2 separate regions of the Ovis aries genome follow, and region 1 is linked to region 2. The links are chromatin contacts, called in public Hi-C maps. All regions are on one chromosome and are shown on one strand. Each heading gives the region's core, a stretch centred on a gene start, on an enhancer-like site or on the middle of the called end of the contact. The rest is flanking DNA. Distances are from core to core; before and after follow the strand shown.

Region 1 (4,721 bases), core at 2,144-4,643, 920 kb after region 2:
TACTTTACTCAAGGGGTGAAAGGCGCAGCTGGATTCCAACTTCTCCAAAGTTGTGGCAAGTTCACACAACAAGCCCTTGAAATTGTAGGAAGGAAACCCACGCTCCAAAAGCAGGACTCTAGGTTCCTGGTCCCCTTCGGTAAGGGAAGATGAACGACGTAAGTAGTGAATAAAAGAAAAGTCCCCGAGTCGGTCTTACAGATTCTCTGCCTGCGCCGAAGCGCGCGGGTTCGCTGCGAACCAGAAACATCGCTAATTCAAAGACCGTGGCGATTCCCTAACTTTTCCGCTCTCACTGAGGATAACTACAGTCTTTCTTTACCTTTCCTAGAGGCAAAAGAAAACAACAAATCCAATCTTGTTTCTCCACCCCCTTTCCCCTCCCCCTGCTTCTCTACTACTGTAGTAAAACATGGTTAACAGATCAAAAGCACAATCATCTCTAAATGTGATTAGACCGGACAAAGTAAAATATCTACCTCAGAGTTGATTGTTTTCTTCTTTAATATGGCTGTTGCCTGGCTTCTCTTTTGCTTGTTATCAGCTGCAGAGATTATCCGATTTGGGGCTACAGGCTTGGACCCGCGCTGTCAATTTAAGAAATGGAATTCGTGGAGGGAGAGAGAGGAAAAAAGAAAATAAATAATAATAATAAATAGCTGTGATAAGTCGGGGAGTTTTTGCAAGCCGCGCTCTGCTTTCCCTCGCCCCTAAACAGGAAAATGTAGAGAAAAAAGTTTATGAAGTGATGGAACAAAGAAGCAAACCACTTGTTTCTTCTCAGACAATAGCAGGGCCAGAGTAATCTAAACACCCACCCAGCAGATGAGCACTTTGCTTGTCTAGTTTGCAATTATTCCTATACAAGAAGCATCATTTCCCCCTATAACCACGTTTCCAAAGGGCCATTGTGCTGTGAAGAAAACGAAAACAAAACCAGCCAACCTGGTTCTGATTTGGCTCAATACCCCATCTGCTAAGCTACATGAAATTTTTCAGAATTGACTCCTTTCTGGCAACAAGTGGCATAAATCAGTTTAAGTCCCCATCATGCTTATTCATGCTGCTTAGAAAAGGAGGGGGTGGGTTTACAATATATGTCCCTAGTTTCTGTTTTGGAAATGACATAAGCATTTCCATTTTTTCGAGAGTACTTATTCAATTAATCATCCAGCCATTTATTTGTTGCTGTTAACATTAGCACATGCTACTGGACTAGAATACCAAGGTTTTAGGTACTCTGCCGTTCTTGGCTGAGCACAGTATATTCCCCGAGGAGCTGGGTTATAATCACAATGTTATCCAAATAAATGAAAGACTCAAGCATAATTTCAGTGTCCATATTTCAAAAATTTATTTATCTCAAACTGTGCATAATGGAGTAAAAACTTAAGTTGAAAATGTACCTGTTATAAGGATGGTATTAGTTCAAATATATACATGGATTCTCGGCAGACTGATTCAATAATACAGAGCCGAATCTTTAAAATACAACTACGGAAACTAAAAGTGGGAAAACCTTAAAATATCACAATAAATTTACAGAAATATTACAAACCATAAGAAAATATTTCAAACACAGTAATTTCATGTTGGTTTTTTATCTGAACAAAATGGAAAGTTGGGAAACAAAAAAAGCTATTATAAATTACCAACGATGTCAACCTGCATGGCCATTTTTGCTTATAACAGTTAAGTTAAAAAAATTTAGTACAATCTAAAACTTTTGCCCCTTTAGAGACCACGGAGATGGTTTTGCCAGTACTTATTCTAATTTTTTTCCTTTTGTACAATTTTTAAACAATTAAAATGCCCAATCTGATTAATTTTCTTCTTTGCACGTTTGCAACTGTCCTAAATTTCAGCTGCAGAATCAAAATTCAGCAAGAAGCCTCTCCTTGAAAAATATTGGCAAATTCTCAGCTTATAAACAATGGACATTTTGATTGCCATGTTTATCTCGATAAATACTGTACAAAAGTTGCTTGCAAATATTAAAACATTTTTTTTCGTCGCTTGGAGACTAGCTCTAAATATTATTGGTAAAGACTTTTGCAAACTTTCTGCAAAGCTCCTACCGTATCACTAGAACTTTTAAAAAGTTTTGCGTAGTTTTCTTTCCTCCAGATCTATACAAGGTCCATTCCCTCGCCCTCCCCACCTGCCCACCCCAGGTTTTCTCTGTACAAAAATAGTCCCCCCAAAAGAAGTCCAGGATCTCTCATAAAAGTTTTCTTGCCGGCATCGCGGTTTTTGCGTGAGTGTAGATGGGACTGGCGTTTTCTTTTGCAGCTGTCATTTGCTGTGGATGATTTTTTTCTTTTTTTTTGAGCGTACCGGGTTTTTCTCCATGCTGTTTCTTGCTGTCCTCCATTTCCCTCTTTTTCTTTGAAAATGTCTCCCCCGCCCCTTCCAGTTCACCGTCCGGCCCTCACATGTGCGAGAGGGGCAGTGTGCCGTTAATGGCCGTGCCGGGCACCGGGCCGCTCTGGTAGTGCTGGGACATGTGAAGTCTGCTGGGGGCGGCGGGCTCCGGCACCTCGGCGCCGGGGAGGTACATGCTGATCATGTCCCGGAGGTCCCCGGCTTGGCAGGGCGCCCTGGAGTGGGAAGAAGAGGTAACCACAGGGGGGCTGGAGCTGGCCTCGGACTTCACCACCGAGCCCATGGAGCCAAGCGCCATGCCAGGGGTGCCCTGCTGAGAATAGGACATGCTGTAGGTGGGCGAGCCGTTCATGTAGGTCTGCGAGCTGGTCATAGAGTTGTACTGCAGGGCGCTCACGTCGTAGCGGTGCATGGGCTGCATCTGAGCGGCGCCGTGCGCGTTGAGGCCCGGGTGCTGCGGGTAGCCCAGCTGGTCCTGCATCATGCTGTAGCTGCCGTTGCTCCAGCCGTTCATGTGCGCGTAGCTGTCCATGCGCTGGTTCACGCCCGCGCCGAGGCCGGCGCCCACCCCGACCCCGCTCGCCATGCTGTTGCCGCCCGGGGCGAGCAGCCCTCCCGGCAGTGTGTACTTATCCTTCTTCATGAGCGTCTTGGTTTTCCGCCGGGGCCGGTATTTATAATCCGGGTGCTCCTTCATGTGCAGCGCTCGCAGCCGCTTGGCCTCGTCGATGAACGGCCGCTTCTCTGTCTCGGACAAAAGTTTCCACTCGGCGCCCAAGCGCTTGCTGATCTCCGAGTTGTGCATCTTAGGATTCTCTTGGGCCATCTTGCGCCGCTGCCCGCGGGACCACACCATGAAGGCGTTCATGGGCCGCTTGACTCGGTCCGGGCTGTTCTTCTGGTTGCCGCCCGCCGCCGCCGCGGTGGAGTTGCCGCCGCCGCCGCCGCCGCCCCCCGAAGTTTGCTGCGGGCCCGGCGGCTTCAGCTCCGTCTCCATCATGTTGTACATGCGGGCGCTGTGCGCGGGCCCGGCCCGCCGGCGGCCGCCGACCCTCGGCCCGGCCGGGACTTTGGGGGGCCCGCGGGCGGGGGGGAGAGGAGGAGGGGAGGCGGGCGGGGGTGCCGGGAGCGCAGGGCTCCGCGAGGAAAATCAGGCGAAGAATAATTTGGGGGAAGAAAAGAAAGAGAGAGGCAAACTGGAATCAGGATCAAAAAGCGCTTCCCTCCTCTTCTGGCCGATCCAGCCGCCGCCGATGATTGTTATTATTATTTTTTGGAAAGGCTTAAGCCTGGGGCTCAAACTTCTCTCCCTTTCTTTCTCTCTCTTCTTCTTTCTCTCAGTCCTAGTCTTAAAGAGGCAGCAAACTACTTTCCCCCTTTTGCAAACACTCTCTTCTCTGCCTTGACAACTCCTGATACTTTTTTGAACAAGTTAATAGACAACCATCCATGTGACGGGGGCTGTCAGGGAATAAATGGGTTTCCAGCGACCAATCAGCGCGCGGCGGCTCCTCCACTCGAGCCCAGCCTTGCCGGCGGGTTTTGCATGAAAGGGGGCGGGGCCTGCCGCGCCGCCGGCCGCGCGGGGGAGGCGGGGGGAAGGCGCGGGGGGGAGGGAGGGGGAGGCGGCTCCCACAGCCTGCCTGCCAGCCACTGAGAAACCTTTGTATCCCCTCTCGCAGCAACAGGTCACACCACACGCCTTTTCGGAGGAAGTGGGTAAACAGCCCTAAGACTACGATATTTTCTTCTTCAAACTTAATCTTGAATTTACTCTTTGGTGCGGGCTGCTGAAATGAGGAGGAGGGCGCGAGAAGCTGAGGTGGGGGTGGGGGCAAGGCAGAGAAGGTGGCTCAGTGAGACTGTCCCAGTAATATTTCGGGAAATCAGCCGTGCTGGAGTTGGTGTGTCATTGTTCTCCCGCTCCTCCGCACACTTCCCCCAACTCCAGCCGCTCCAGCGCTTCTCCCTAAGCTGGCTTCTCCGCTCGCCCTGCTCGCTCCACGGGCACCGACACTCGCTCGCCCCCTTCTCACACTGTCCCGACAAGAAGTTCTGTCCTCAAAATCTTCTTGCTTCCACGTAATGTGCTCTCTCTCTCTTTTTTTAAAATAAAGCCTGCTCCGACTGTGCGGCTGCCTCCAGAGCTGAGGTCAGACCAGGCCTGTGTGAGCAGCCGAATCCACCCTCTTCCCGGCCCAGCTCAGCCCGCGGGGCAGGAAACCACAGGCTGGTCCTCACCCTAGCCACAGCTCCCACCCATCTTCCTCCACTCAGTCCGTGCAAAAGGGGACGCTCGTCCTCTCTCCCCATTCTCCTGAGCTCCCCGCCCCCAC
Region 2 (5,051 bases), core at 1,810-4,309:
AATACTTCCCTTCCCTCCACAAAATTAATTGCAGCACTAATCATAAGCATGACAAATAGAGACTATGATGTCACTGAAGTAGCGAGGTCCTGGTTATGATACAACCAGTAGAAGATAGTTTACTTCTACCTAATTACTTGATTGCATCTCATCAGTTCACTAAATCATTCATTCAACAAATATTTATTGAGTGTCTACTGACATTAGGCACTGTGTTAGGTGGTAGAGTGAATAAAACAGTTATGAATGCTGTCTTCAATGAAGCTTTGCAGTGGTGTGCTAAAGCCACCTCCTACTGGCTGATTGAGAGCCCATTTTTAAACTTTCAGGAACTTTTGAGTATTATAATCGGCAATGGTGAGAGTATTTATACACAAAAAGGAGCAAACACTACAAATCATGGCTTTCTTTGTTATTTGTTTTCTTCCATTGCCTTTTTGTTTAAGTAGAGAAAGTGAAAGTTTCTCAGTTGTGTCCGACTCTTTGCAACTCCAGGGACTACACAGTCCATGGAACTCTCCAGGCCAGAATACTGGAGTGGGTAGCCTTTCCCTTCTCCAGGGGATCTTCCCAACCCAGGGATTGAACCCAGGTCTCCTGCTTTGCAGGCAGAGTCTTTACCAGCTAAGCCACAAGGGAAGCCCTTAAATAGAGCTGGTTGTTAAATACTGACCAGCACATCACTGAGTTTACAGAGATGCCTCTTGACTTCATCACCCTTTCTGCCTCCTTACCACCACACAAGGGCCCCACAGCACCAATGTATCTTGCATTTTACACATAATAGCTTCTTGAAATGTTGTGAAGGAATCAAAATTGTATTTTAGTTGACATAAATTATTGGTTGTTGGCTATGTAAAGAAACCCAAAGTGAAACTTTGAAGAGAAACTTTGCAATGTTAAAAGAATTCAGAGTTTATATTTAGCTATAAGATGGGGATAATAATAGTACCTCCTTCATAGGGTTGCTTGGGATTAAATGAGTTACTATGTGAAGAGCACTTTGGAAAGGGCCTGACACAGAGTCGCACAGAGTACACAATATACAGGTCAAAGTTCACCCTGTTCTTACTTGGCATGATGAATTTTCTTCATGGTGCTGATTGTATCGAAGGTAAGTAGGAAACTTCAGCTGTATCTCTTGGCTCCGCCTCTCGGCTCCACTCAGTAAGTTAAAATGACCTCTTTGATTTAAAAATATCCTTAAAGGATTTTAGATCTGGAAACTTAACTGATGAAGGCAAGTTAGGAAAGGTAATATCATGTCCTTGGAGCCAGAAGAAATGCTGTACTTGCTTCTTTTTGCCATTTGAAAGTATTAAGACTTTTTATGAAAAACCTTACTTTTTTCTTCTTTGTTATTTTCATTAGCTTTCGTAAGTGAGTTAGGGCATTCTGAGTATGCAACAACTGATTATGTTTTCCTTATTCTGTAAGAAGAGCACAGAGGGGAGAAGGGGACCAGAGAGCTTCTGACAGACTACTAATCTTGGGATTTTGGAAGTTAGACTCTCACCTCTGGCAGAATTCCCCAGTCTATTTTTATGTCCTAGAATGTTTTTTCCTCCCCTTTGAAAGTAATTTTTCACATGCAATTTCTATATGTATTTTGTTAGATTTATCACCAAGTTTTTTGATGTTCTTATTCTTGCCAGTATTGTAAATGGTATTGTTTCATAATTTCATGTCCAAGTTGTTCATGGCAGTATGTAGGAAAGCAATGACTTTTCTGTATTGATCTTATTTCCTGCACCGTTGCTAATCACCTATTGTTTCAGATTTTTTTGTAGATTCTTAAGAGTTCTCAATGTTAATAATCATGACATCTGCAGATAAAGACGGTTGTATTTCTCCCTTTCTAATTACTGTATCTTTTATTTATTTTTCTTGTGTTATTGCTTTACCTAAGACTTTGAAAAGGAGTGATGAGAGAGGATGTCTTCATGTTATTATGATCTTAGGGGAGAGGTATCCTGTCTCTCACCATTAACAATAACGCTAGCTCTGTTTTCTTGTGTGTGTATGCCCTTTTCTGGATTATGGAAGTTCTCTTATAGTTCTCATTTTTTGAGGTATACAGAATGTAAATGATTTAATTTACTTTATTGAGAAATTTGATCTTTTGGTCATTCTTTTCAGAGTGGGGGTGGTTTAAGAGTGGTAGAGGCAAAGAAGAACATTCCACACTCGATCCCATGATGACTAGTCCCTGAGTCATCTCTCTGCTGTTTTCATCCTCCACCCTTGTCATAAAAACAGGGATCTGTAGCAGCTGCATTTGGGAAAGACGCAGCATGAGATGCAGTGATAAACTTGCTTTTATTTTTTTTGAACTTGCTTTTAAATCTAAAGAACTTATCTGTGTGAACTTAGATGAATCATAAAACTTTATTTCTAAAGTCAGGGCCATGATTACTTTTTAGGGCTGTGAAGACAGGTTGAATGATGTAAACTTGAAAGTATAGATTTAAGTTTTCTTTTTAGACTATAAATTGTTCTAGGGCAGGATACATATAAATTCATTTTTGTATCCCCTAAGTAGTCTGGGGGCACAGTATATACTTACTATGTATCTAATTACTGTGTTATTGCATGCATTTTTCTCTTCAAGATCTCTTTGCTTGCTCTTGGGATGTGTGTGTGCGGTGCTCACTAGGGGGCATTACTGTATGGGCTATCACAGTCAGACTCTATCACCTTGGAATAAGCCACCCAAACTCCTTAACAAATAACTGAACTGTTTGGATGACAATATGAGAGGTCCCAGGTAGAGCATGCTACAAAATGCTGACTCATGGAAAATGCTCATTAAATGCTAGCTGTTATTTTTATTTGGGTAATACCTTCATTAGGCAGTCAGAGAACTAGAGAAGGGAAGCTATGGGGGTTTTGGTTTATTTGTTTGTGGTTTTTTGGTGTCTCCAAGAGGGAGTTTTTTTTGTTTGCTCATAGGTGATAACAGAGGGCCAAAGTAAGGGGAAAATGCGGCCCAAAGCATAGAGCTGGCCCAAATTTCCATTTGTGCCGATTCATTGGTTTTCTTCTTTCCCTGTCCACTAGGTGACACTGTTTACTCATGTATCCTACTCAAGGCCTTTCCACAAACCTTAATTCGAAAGTGCGTGTGTTCTCAGGCGCTCACTTGAGTCCAACTCTGCGAACTCAGATTCAAAAGTAGTGTATTTATTTGGGGTAGTGTGGTGGTGGTGATGGAGATGGGTGCCTGGAAGGAGTGTATTGGTAAAGAAAATATAAATGAACTGCCTCAAAGACCAATCTTTGAGGTACAATTAAGAGACAATTGTCATCTACAGTTTTGTGACTTTGCGGGATAAATTCCAAACTATTTTTTAAACTGTTTTTAAGTGCATTATGCAGCTAGTTTCTATTACTATTCCAAGAAATGAAGGAAGGCGGGACCTGCTTCCCCTCCCAGGCCTTCACCAAACCAAAGGATAAAAGAAAAATGTGGCTCTGAATGTCGAGTAGGTGCTCTTAAAGGTCCGTTTCCCTATCTTCAATGATAGTTAATGAGGGCACAGACCACTAATAAGCAGTTTAAACAGTTTCTAGGCTAAGCTTCAGCTGGACCTTCAAATCTCATAAAAATTAATCACTGCAGAGAAGAGACCAAATGCACTGTGTTCATTTGGATATGGAGTTTGCAGACGCCTTCCTGATCTTCCAGGTTAATTTTGATCCCATTTCTGCATTGCTGTATTGCCAGATACTCAGCATAAGCTGTCATTTTTCTGAATACCACTCAGGTGAAAGTTGTGATGGTTCCAAAATGGCACATGTAACTTTTGGATAGAAACAAAATTCAAAATGATTTTCTTCCCTTGCATTTCCAGGCTATTAGCCAGGGGAAGTATGTCAACCATATGAAACCAAAGGGTCAAGACATCAAAGATTACAGCCATTTCCTTGGAGTTTGGGGTCTTTTAAAATTTATCATCACCTCTTCATTGGCCATTACAACTTGAAAATTAACTCATTTATACTGCTTGTTTAGGGCTTAGATTATTTTTGTCTTCAAAAGCGACCAAAACTCTCTAACAAATACTTCCCAGTTCACAATTTTCCTAAAGCTTTGCTGGCCTCCTTTGCTAATGAGCTTCAATTTGCTTTTCTGTGTGTCTACCAGAATGTACTACCTTGAGTTGGTGTGTAATAAACAACTAAATATAGTCACAGTTTTGGCAGTTAACTTTTGGAGGACTGTCACAAAGCCCCCTAAAACAGGAATCAGGCAGATTTAAAACGAACAGGCAAACTCTTCTGTGCTTGGTAGGAGAGGATTTTTATATGTTGTGAACAGTAGTTACCACAATGTTTTCCTCATATTTAAACCCACTTTATTTAACTAACAGTAATAACTTTAATGATTGTTAGCAAAGCACTGTTAAATGCTCAGCACCCCTCTCTGAAATGGGGCTTCTTCCAGAAAATTCTTTATGTGGAACCAACACTGTGTAATCAGCAGTTGCGTGAAGAGGTTTGGGCAGCAGAGCAGATAACAGCAGCCTCTGCTAGCTACGCAGAACTGCCGCGTCTGAAACATGCTTTTTGTTCCTTGATTCTGTGTAGAGCCCCCATGACATCTGGGGTTTGCTTATTCACATCTCCAGTTTGCATGGTCTTCCAAGGAAGAAGGGAGAGAGCAGAGGAGGGAAAAGGGAGAGAGGTGGGGGACAGAGGGAAATGCAGGGCTAGCTTCAGAATATTTGAATTCTAACTGTTGGGGCATCCTCCTGAGTAGAGAATACTAATTATGCCAAGTGTGTCAAATCATGTCCTTTTTTTTGGGGGGGGGCGTAAATCAAACAAGTGTTCCCAGGAGATAGGTGGAGGCCACCAAGCCTGTTTTATTTATGGTGCAATCAGAACGGAAAGGCAGGACTAGAGAGGGGACAGACTTCGTGAATTTATTTAATTTTATGACATGTGCTTTGCACCTTCAAAGCTACCTTGACATAAAGGCTGCAAGCTATAGTACAATGCTTTCATCTGAATAGTTAATATGCTATTAGGGATGGCTATAGTACTTA

The links. A called contact is a pair of places that touch in the nucleus more often than the background predicts.
Region 1: a contact with region 2 is called in a Hi-C map of hypothalamus, with 10 times the contacts expected there. The contact joins the promoter of SOX2 here to the enhancer-like site in region 2. A contact is called at or near these places in 9 of 16 Hi-C or Micro-C datasets (hypothalamus, liver, mixed tissues and 4 more).

Annotation. Positions count from the first base shown.
Region 1 is chr1:206,120,560-206,125,280 of ARS-UI_Ramb_v3.0, forward strand. SOX2 (SRY-box transcription factor 2) reads right to left here and starts at 3,394. Exons shown (of 1, transcript NM_001318074.1): 1 at 2,359-3,394. The coding sequence starts at 3,394. The coding sequence ends at 2,432. LOC105603076 (a long non-coding RNA gene) reads right to left here. Exons shown (of 4, transcript XR_001022037.3): 2 at 480-587.
Region 2 is chr1:205,203,107-205,208,157 of ARS-UI_Ramb_v3.0, forward strand. No RefSeq gene overlaps it. Among named protein-coding and RNA genes, the nearest start is that of TRNAS-GGA, 96 kb to the left of the region's middle. Within about 2 kb of position 3,060, at least 6 of the 54 cell types and tissues checked have an H3K27ac peak or open chromatin away from gene starts, as enhancers often do. A contact at or near this core is called in hypothalamus, where this site is marked.